Linked DNA regions of Zea mays: region 1 is linked to region 2. A link is a contact called in public Hi-C data. All regions are on one chromosome and are shown on one strand. Each heading gives the region's core, a stretch centred on a gene start, on an enhancer-like site or on the middle of the called end of the contact. The rest is flanking DNA. Distances are from core to core; before and after follow the strand shown. Region 1 holds the start of LOC100382130. Region 2 holds the start of LOC100280464.

Region 1 (5,647 bases), core at 448-2,947, 160 kb before region 2:
TGCCAACATACAAGCGCGTGCCTCCATAGCGGTCATCATAGCGAGGCATATCTCCTGTCAACAAAAAAAAATACTATTAGTTGTTTCATCAAGAACTTAATGAATAAAGTGGCAGAAAGCACCTACAAATTGCACTAACAATACGGTTTAGTGATAACAAGTGAAAGGATTACAAACAATTCAATCAGAGCCCTAAATGAATGGTATGCACTAAAACAGAGGATTTCCCCTGTCACCTTGTACAATCTCATGACAGTGCATATGTCATAGCGAACCTGACACCACAAGAGAGTATCGACAAAGCTAGTGATTACAATTGCAACGCGGAGGCCCCCACAGAGTCATATGATCATATCAGATAGCAACCCAACTAATAACGTTGGTTGCTGGTCATTAATCATGAGAACCACTATACAGAAACTACTATTAGATCAGTACCATCCGATAGAATTGATCCCCAAGGGATTGAGATCAACTGTATTTTCCCTTCGCTAAAGGTCTAAAGCCTCGTTATTTCATTGCGGGAAGCAGTTGTCGCTAGTTGCCAACTGCAATGCAGCCACAACACTATGCAATTCAAGGTAACAGAAACTAAAAATTCAGACTAGAATTCCCCGACCTTACCCAACCAACCGAAACAGCCTAGTCCTGCAACAAAACCGTGAGCAAGAGAGTATCAACAAAGAGGGCAGCAGAAATTGCAACTTGGAGGGCCCCCATGGCCATGGTTGATTGATGCTCAGCACTTATGAGAGCAACCATACAGAAATTTCGGTGTGAACAGTAGCATATAGCCTTAGGCTAGAATCAATCCCCAAACATTCGGGCTCCACTGTACTAGCCATTCACTACCAAAATAATATAAGGTCTAAATCATTGTTGTTGCATTCCAAGGCTGGACCATTTGAGCAGGAGCGGAAAGTAAATTTGAATTGCGCAGTATTGCTGCTGACCGACTGTATTGAAACACTATTCAATTCAATATCACACAGTAATATAGGGTACCAGTGTTCAATTCGAGGTAGCAGAAACTAAAAATCGCACACCCGACCGAGGATAGACTAATCCCCCAACAAAAACCCAGAATAACCCCCCCCCCCCCCCCCCAACAAAAACCCTAAGCGACCCTCGAAAGCCCTAGCGACTGTAGATCGGGCGGGCCAAAGGCTCACAGGTCCCCGCGTCAAACTGCATGCGGGGCGTGCACGGAGGTTCATCTGAACAATAGAATCGCTTCTAGAAAACAAACACCGACGGGCAGACGATCCCCGCCACGCAGCGCGGCAAAGCCAGGAACGAACGAAGGAACGCCCCGATTCGCGGCCCCACGGGACGTAGCGGCAATCGCGTCCCTCCGTGGAGAGCGAGCGATACGGCGGCCGCTCGCCGGCAAGAGACGAGAGAGAGAACGGTGATAGGACAGGTACCTGGATCTGCGTGGAGCCGGCGCGCGAGAGGAGGGAAGGGAAGGGGAACGGATGTGGTAGGAGGGATCTCAATTCTACTAGAGAGAAACTGATGATGCCGCCGGCGGCGGAGGTGGAATTCACTCGTTGTGCGGGGCTGGGCCGAGCTGGAACGCCGATGGGCCTGCACCGCCTTTTGGCCCATGGGCTGGAACGGGGAGGCCTGACCTAGTAAGCAGCTGGCGGCTCCCTAGTAGGCCAGACCAACCAACCATATCCTTTCCCCACCCCGCATCGTCGGACACCCTCCAAAGTCCAAACCCTCTCCCCGCCGCATCGCCGCCGCCGGAAGCGCCTCCCTCGATCCAGATCCAGGTACACCGTGCGCCTCCACCGCTCTCTTTCTCCTCACGCTGTACTGGTTGCGTTGGCCATCTTCCCGTTGGTTGGTTTCTTTACTGCTGGTAAGGACCCGGTGGCTTGCCCTTCATGTTCCGCTGGATCTATGCTCTGCAGCGAGCCCTCGGTTCCGTTTTTTTAAAAAAAATTGTCGTCTTTGCTTGCGGCGATTTTGCTGCTTACCGGGTCGATTTGCTTCTTTGGCGCCCCGCTGTGTTCGATGATTTTGTAAATTCTCGCTCCGTTCTGGCTGTCTGGTAATTTACGGCCGACAGGTTCCAACTTTTTTGCTGCGGAGATCGTGATTTGCTTGTCCGGCGTGTTGCTTAGGGTTTTGCTGGGGGACGATTTCTTGCGCGGATCTCAGATTTATTTAGCACCTGGGCGATTAGGGGTATTTGCAGCTTGATGAGTAAAAGTGCGTACAATCCATGGCCGCTGCCATTGCTGTGATGTTCGAACTGATATATGGTTGTGTAGATTGAACCTGGGATCCATTTTCTAGTTGGATTGTCGAAGTATTAGATGGCTCAGATATATGTTTATGCTCTTATGTTCTTGTTGTGTGAACTTGAGCTAGATTTTTTTTACTTCTCATTAGAATACTGACGCTTATGCTTCTCACGTGTTCAGGAGATATGCCTCGCAATGATGATCGCTATGGGAATACACGCTTGTATGTTGGAAGATTGTCTCCCCGCACCCGTTCTCGTGACCTAGAATACCTTTTCAGCAAATATGGGAGGTAAGCATCACATTATATGCACATAGAACTATTCTGAAACTCAGAGTGTGCTGGCGTGCTGCTTTTTGTTATGTGGTCGGACACCAGTTATGCTCTACTACCTCCGTTTTTATATATTTGACGCCATACAATTCCACTTTTACATGCCGACGTCAAATAAAAATGAACGGAGGGAGTAGTATATATCATGAGCACGTGATGTTAACTCTGCATGGTTAAATTTTGTGGTACACAACTACACATCAATCCAGATATAAAATACAATAGCAAGCTAGGGGCTTTCCTATCGTGTTCAAAAAAAACTCGACCTGTGGGGGTAAGACCGTCTGTACAATATTATATTAAGAAGACCTTCTCACACAGGTCAAGAAGACCTTCCACGCAGGTCGAGAAAACCTCTAAACTCCTGCCCCACCACCCCCACCCATACACAATGGCACCGTAGCCCAAGTGAGAACGACCGGGCCAGGCCTGTGCTTTGGCTTGGGACAGGCGAGGGGATGTTTTAACTTTTAACCACAGCCTGAAAATTCGCTCCCACGGGGAGTCAAACCTAGAACCTGACAAGTGCTACTCAGACCACCTAACCAACTCGCCTGTTCATAATAGGTAGTTTATGAAGGTGTTGGGTTTTGTGATGCTTGACATCATTTTGAGGTTTTTGTGGATGGGGTCATACAAGTCTTCTGATTTTATTGGTGTATGTTCTGTTACATCACTAAGCACAAAATAAATGTTTGACCTGGGCCTATTTGACTTGAATGATCTTGTTGAAGGTTTTTCGGTTTTTTACACAACCATGGAGGTGTGGTGGAAGGGTGCCCTTGATGGAATTGGTGGCCATAGTTCCAATGTTTGTGGAGGACTTTGGTGAAGGGCGCCCTTGGTGTAATCTTATTGACTGTTGTAGATGATGAAGTTGCAAGTTAATGTATTTGAGTACTTCGACTCACGTCAGCTTATTGTTTGTGGCAACCATTTCCGCAGAATTCGAGAAGTGGAGTTGAAGCGTGACTATGCATTCATTGTATGTGTACTTTACTGCCCTCAGTTCAATTCTGCAACTGTTACCTATATAATGGTGGCTTGCTCATATTATAGAAATTGAAAAAAACATTTGTTTTAATTGTGGCATTCTTTATTGTGACCCTTGGTTAATTGCAAAACAGGAATTCAGTGACCCCCGTGATGCTGATGATGCACAGTACAACCTAGATGGCAGGGACGTCGATGGAAGCCGCATTATTGTTGAATTTGCTAAAGGGGTAAGTTGGTGCCCTGCCATTGTGCTGCTGCTTAAATGAGCATATGGATATTGAGCTTATGATTTTCCAAAATAACTTGTGTTTGCAGGTTCCTCGTGGTTCTGGTGGTTCACGTGATTACAACGGAAGAGGACCTCCACCAGGAACAGGCCGTTGTTTTAACTGTGGAGTTGATGGTCACTGGGCAAGAGACTGTCAGGCTGGTGACTGGAAGAACAAATGCTACCGTTGTGGCGAAAGGGGCCATATAGAAAGAAATTGCCAGAACAGTCCAAGGAACCTCAGGTGTTTATTGTTAACACTATCAGCTACATTCCACAGCTATATGACACACTTAAGCACTATATTCTAGTGTATATCATTGAATGCTTTCATTAAAGAAGTTGCTTGCTAAATATGTTTAGGCGTGAGAGAAGCTATTCACGGTCTCCATCCCCACGCCGAGGACGGGGCCGCAGCCGGAGCTACAGCAGAAGCCGGAGCTATAGGTATTCTAAAGAAAGGAAACCCCTTATTGGTCATGTATTTTGTCTATTTTGATGGTGTTCGCTGTTTTTTCTATTCTTCTTTATCTTGCATTTCTGTTTTATTTTCGTCAAGCATCATTGTGTTAACAATCCTTCTTTACCCTCAGCCGATCCAGATCCCCGTCTGGATCTCCTAGGGGTGGACGCCGAGACCGTGATGAGAGGAGATCAAGGAGTCTTAGCTACAGCAGGAGCGCAAGCCCTAGGCGTTCTGTGTCACCTGTAAAGGAAAAGGAGCGCAGCCGCACACCTGATGGCAGTAGGAGCCCCAGCCCAAGGGACAAGGTGAGCCCACCACCAAAGGATAATGGTGCCCACAATGGCTCGGACCGTGAAGACAGCCCTGGGGGCAGGGAGATGAGCAAGAGGAGTCGGAGCCCGTCTGATGGCTACCGTAGCCCTGTGGGCAATGGGCGCAGCCCGAGCCGTAGCCCAAGCCCCAAGGTCAACAATGGTGATGACCCAAGCCCCAAGGGCAACAATGGTGACGACCCAAGCCCCAAGGGCAACAATGGTGATGACGAGCACCGCGGTTCACCAAGAGGAAGTCAGTCCCCCTGAACTGAAAAACTCCCCGTGCAATTTGGGGAGCAGTGTGCCTGATTTGAGAAAACAAACTGTATTTTGCCATTTCTCAGACTTGTGATCTTTTTGAGCAAGAAAACTCGGTGTAAGAATTTGTTGCCCTCGGGTGTAAGACAGATTTGTGGTATTTGAGCTTTTCATCCTGCCAAAAGCTGAATATTCATTCAATTGCCAAGTATCTCGAGTTTATCTGCTTGGAATGCATGTTGGAATGAATAGCTGTAGTTTAGAGCATACAAACAGGCGAAGTCACAGCATGGATATATGCACATGTCTTTTCTAGTTAAGCAGCACGACTATATAACCATTCTTTGTATCTTCTTTATAGGGTAGTCTGGATGGTGCTGTGCGTTATGGATATGGCAGCATCGGCCTATTAGCAGGCATCCCAAAAGAACATCGCCGACATTTTTCGTTGTTTAGCTGCATGGGAAAACAAAGTAGTAAATCTGTAAAAGAGTGCATAAGTGCCGTCGGCCTGTCGCCTACGGACACACATGGATGGTGTGTGCATGACCTCTCATGCATAGTGCACCTATATGGCATCCACTGGGCATACTTTTTCTTCAGGTCGTGGTCCAAAAAAGACCATCTCCATGGACCATGGTTGCAGGTTTTAGTTTCAGCAGGCATATATGCAGATCATTAACCAAGATATTAAGGTGATACCTGTTCGTACTGCTTTTAAGGTTAGGTAGCGTGCAACACGCAGGCTTGCAC
Region 2 (5,083 bases), core at 123-2,622:
AGGTAGGTGGAGAGGATGCTGCTGACGGTGGAGGCGCCCATGAGCATGTTCATGACGACGATCTGCAGCTGGATGGCCTCCAGCGGCGACGCGCCGCCCATGATGAGCCCCGTCATGGCGCCCGGCAGCGCGATGAGCCCCACCGTCTTGGCGCTGTCGATCACCGGGGACAGCGCGATGACCAGCGACCGCTTCACCTGCTGCAGCGTCGCCTGCCGCGGCGTCGCGCCCAGCGCCAGCGCCGTCTCCACCAGGTTCCTCTGGATCTTGACGTCCTCCCGGAGCTTCTTCATGGTGACGCCGGTGACGGTCATGGCGTTGCCGACCATCATGCCGGCGACGGGGATGATGTAGCGCGGGGTGAAGGGGAAGACGTCGAGGAGGACGAGCAGGAGCATGGTGACGGCGGTGCCGACGAGGATGGAGACGCAGGCGATGCGCTTCCCGCGCGGCACCTGCCTGGCGCGCTGCCCCGCCGTGTACCCGGCGACCGTCACCTGCAAGAGAGAGATTTGGAGGCTGAGCAGCAGGTACCATACCCCTAGGTACCATACCATCCATACATACATACATACCATGAAGAGGTAGGCGAGGAGGATCCAGAGCGCGTTCTTCTGGGCGAAGATGAACTGGAGGACGAAGCCGATGGCGGAGAGCTGGAGGAAGGCGCGTGCGATGGCGTAGAGCATCTCGCCCTCGAGCCCCAGGCGCTGCGAGAAGCTGAGCCCGACGGCCATGGCCACCACGGCCGTGGCCGCCGCCGGCTTGAGCATGCCGACCAGGAAGTCGCGCCAGAACCCCGGCGCGCCCGGGTCCACCTGCCCCGCCACCAGGTCCAGGAGCGCCGTGCCCGCGTGCCGCGCCATCGCCGACCGACCGGCCCGCGGAACGGACTGAGCAGAGCTTGCTGCCTGGCCCCTCGTCGTGTCGTGTCCTCTCCTCTGTGGACTGGAGCGCCACGAGCTGCCGAGGAAGGAGGAGGGGGAGGGGGATGGGCAGCGCGGGGGCGACCTTGAGGACAGGTACAGGAAGGGGCAGGGCCCAAGTCAGGCAGGCGGCAGCTGAGGCTGGTGAGGTGGGCCCACGTGCCGAGGAATCTGGCCAGGGTTCATCGGCGGTCGGGTCAACTGGGTTCGGAAAATTTATCCCGGCGACGGTGGCCGAGAACAGACACGTGCCGCCACGTGTCCCGTCCGTCCCGCTCGGCTGGCCTGCGGTGGCTGTGGCGTTGTGCTGCTGCTCTGTGCCGAGCGGCCGAGCCGAGGAGGGCCACAGAAAGAAAGAAGTGATGACGCTGAGCTGACTAGGCGTGCCACAACATGTACTCCCCCTTTTCTCCCATCGATATATAAAAATAATATCAAAAGTTGCCCATCACCATTCATCGCGCACTTGATCATGATGCAGGCGTGAAAAGGGCCTCTCCCCAATTAAGAAATTTTAAATCGCGGTCCGGGCCAAGAGCACGCAACTTACAGCAATGCCATCTTCCCGTTCTTTGTAAAAAAACAATAAAATGATTTTTTTAGAATGCCAAAGCCAAAAGTTGCAAAACTGAAAGCTAAACCGCAACCAAATTAATCGGACAAAAGCTCTCACACATGGGCTGGACCGGGCGGCCAGGCGCCCACACGAGCAGAACGCGCTGAAGGAGAAGGGTTGGGCTTGGGCCGAAGAGCGGTCAAACTTGAGGGCCGGTCAGGCATCGATCGTGTTAGGGGCTTAACCTCCCAAGCCCATAGGCATATCACAATATATGATGCAAACAATATCCATCTATACATACAGGACCGGCCCTGCGGGTGCAGCGGTGCCACCGCACCAGACCCCACAAAGCTAGTGGGCCCCCACCCCACTATCACGGGCCACCGTAATAATCAGCCGAGCGACCGAGGCACGGCTCACGGCTGCGTGTATACGCAAGCGGTCTCTCTAATATGTGGGTCGTGAGCCGGCCCAGGCCCCGCACGTCGGCGACACGCCCGGCCTGGAGATCAAGTGGTACTGGAACGACCGATCGTTCACCTTCGCCTGCCGCGGTGTCGCGCGCCTATTCACCTAATCGCCTGCCTGGCGTCCGCTCGGCCGCTCCCGCAGTCCCGCGTCCTGGGCTCCTCCTGGCGGCTGGCGATCAGATATTCAGATCAGCCGAGCCGATCAATCAATCACCGCCACTGGATCACCGATCAGGCGATCACGATCACCGTTCGCCGATCGGGCGATCCCTCACTGCGTGGTCCTGGTGTCCTGCGAGCTATTTAAGGTAACTGATTGTTGGCTTATTGTTGGCTTAATCTAATTGACAAATTTAAGGTAACTGATTAATAATAATAACCACACTATTTAGATATGTATAATCATTCTTATGTTATCATTTAATTTGTGATATATATCTTTTTTATTTTCAGTGCTTTGTGTAATCATGTCATCGAGAAGATATCCATCTGGAAGTGAAAAAGGGAAAAGGAAAAAACGTGTGGATGATCTCATAGACTCACAGAGAGGAGCTATTGACAAGTTTTTCAAGAGCAATACTAGTGCTTCGACGAATCCAAATGATGTGTTTGTGTTGGCAATAGTTCCCGTGGGGACAGAGGAACCAACCAATGAGAAAATTCTAGAGAAGAACATGTTGATATCAACGCCGATGATAACAATGTAAGTGACCATGAGAATATGTCTAATTCATCTGATGCACATGCACATTTTGGTAGTGTTGATGAACAACCTGACATTTATGATCCAAGAAATTGGGATAATCTTGATAATAAAGCAAGAGACATATTAATTGGGAAAAGACCTATAAGAGAGGAAGGTCTCGAGTTCCCTTTAGATGATGCCTCAAGACATTTTTCATATGCTCATTATTATAGAAAGTTAAGCAATGGAGAGTTATATGATAGAAAATGGTTGGTTTATTCAAAGCATGTTGATAAAGTTTTTTTTGCTTTTGTTGTAAGATCTTAAAGTCTAGAACTAGCAACAGTCTGAGTTCTCTAGCACATAATGGATGTAGAAATTGGAGGAATATTAGTACAAAGCTTAGAGAACATGAAAATAGTGTTGAGCATTTTCAGAACATGAACAAGTGGAATGAATTGAGGACATGAATGCAGAAAGAGGAAACTATTGATAAAGACTTGCAAAAGCAAATCAATAAAGAGAAAGAGCGTTTGAGACAAGTTTTGCTAAGAATAATAGCAATTGTGAAATTTCTTGGTAAACGCAACTTGGCTTTTAGAGGAAGCATTGAGCAGCTTTATAGTGATAGTAATGGAAATTTCTTAGCCTATGTTGAGATGATTGCAGAATTTGATTTGGTAATGCAAGACCATCTTAGGCGTATTCAGAACAAAGAAATTCATTACCATTATCTGAGTCCTAAGATTCAGAATGAGTTGATAGTTCTTTTGTCTTCTAATATTACAAGATCTATCATAAAGATTGTTAAAGAGGCCAAGTATTTCTCTGTTATCCTAGATTGTACTCCTGATATTAGTCATCAAGAACAAATGACTTTGTTAGTTCGTTGTGTTAATTTGTCTAATGGAAAAATAAATATTGAGGAATACTTTTTGGGGTTCTTGAATGTCGATGACACATCTAGTTTGGGGCTTTTTAGTGTGTTGCTTGATTCTGTGAAGTCATTAGGCCTAAATATTAATGATATAAGGGGTCAAGGCTATGATAATTGTTCCAATATGAAAGGAAAACATCAAGGGGTACAAAAGCGGTTGCTTGATATTAATCCAAGAGCATTGTATATGCCATGTTGCCATAGTCTTAATCTTACTCTTTGTGATATGGCAAAATCTTGTGAGAAAGCTATTTCATTTTTTGGGATTGTTCAACGCATATATGTGTTATTTGTTGGTTCAATAAAAAGGTGGAATGTTTTGTGTAAACATGTTCCCATTTTTACTCTAAAATCATTGTCAAATACTTGTTGGGAGAGTCGTATCTCAAGTATTATCGCAATAACATATCAAGCAAAGGAGTTGAGGTCAGCTTTGTTTGAGTTAAGTCATGCTTCTGATATTGAACCTAAGGACAAAAGTGATGCAAAAAGTTTATTTGATGCACTTGGCAACTTTGAGTTTTTGCTTGGTATGGTTATCTGGCATGATATTTTATATTCTGTAAACAAAGTGAGTAAGAAATTGCAATCGCCAGACATGTGCATTGACTCTGCTTTGAATCAAATACAAGGTATGGTGCAATATTTTGAGGCATACATAAATGAGGGGTTTCCTTCTAGTCTGATCATCTCCAAAGGCATTGCAGATGAAATGGGTCTATATGCATCGTTTCCAGTAAAACGTCATGCCTTGAGCAAGAAACAATTTGATGAAAATAATGATCAAGAAGAAATTCTAGAGGCCGAAAGGGTTTTTAAAGTGAAATATTTTTTGGTTGTAGTTGATATGGCAATCACTTCTTTGAAAACCAGATTTGAAGAACTCATGGTGTTCAAAGATATATTTGGTTTTTTATTGAGATCAACTATCCTGAAGTCATTGAATGATACTGAACTTAGTAGCGGATCTAGACAAAACAATCATTAGTGTCATCTACATTAAATTATAGTATCATCAACTCATTTAAGCACTAACAATCATACATTTTAATGAAGATTACTAAAATCTATTGGTGTCACATGACACCACAAAAGTGCCCTGGATCCGCCCCTGACTGAACTAGAAGAGTCTTGCACCAAACTTGCAGACATTTTCTCTCATAATGGTTCACCTGGTGTTGAGGTACATGATCTTATTTCTGAATTGAAGATTTTGAAATTTACTCTACCAGATGGCATATTGTCTGCTATGGAGATATTCGAGCATGTCAGAGATTTAGATTGCTATCCTAATGTCTCAATCGCTTATCAAATATTATTTACTATGCCTGTGACGGTTGCATCAGTTGAGAGAAGCTTTTCAAAATTGAAATTATTGAAGAACTATTTGAGATCAACAATGACTCAAGATAGATTAAATGGTTTGGCAATTCTGTGCATTGAGAAGAAGTTGTTGGATGAGATTTATCTTAATGGTATAATCGACGACTTTGTATCACAAAATGA

Evidence for each region. Hi-C and Micro-C count contacts between places; a contact is called where the count stands out from the background.
Region 1: a Hi-C map of leaf shows a contact between it and region 2, with 4 times the contacts expected there. The contact joins the promoter of LOC100382130 here to the promoter of LOC100280464 in region 2. A contact is called at or near these places in 9 of 25 Hi-C or Micro-C datasets (bundle sheath, ear, endosperm and 3 more).

Annotation. Positions count from the first base shown.
Region 1 is chr8:136,145,515-136,151,161 of Zm-B73-REFERENCE-NAM-5.0, reverse strand. LOC100382130 reads left to right here and starts at 1,697. Exons shown (of 6, transcript NM_001174891.1): 1 at 1,697-1,781; 2 at 2,439-3,577; 3 at 3,720-3,815; 4 at 3,904-4,100; 5 at 4,220-4,303; 6 at 4,450-5,074. The coding sequence starts at 3,461. The coding sequence ends at 4,903. LOC100276428 reads right to left here and starts at 1,523. Exons shown (of 7, transcript NM_001320254.1): 1 at 1,428-1,523; 2 at 1-54. The coding sequence starts at 49.
Region 2 is chr8:135,990,109-135,995,191 of Zm-B73-REFERENCE-NAM-5.0, reverse strand. It overlaps LOC100280464, which reads right to left and starts at 1,372. Exons shown (of 2, transcript NM_001153384.2): 1 at 576-1,372; 2 at 1-497. The coding sequence starts at 866.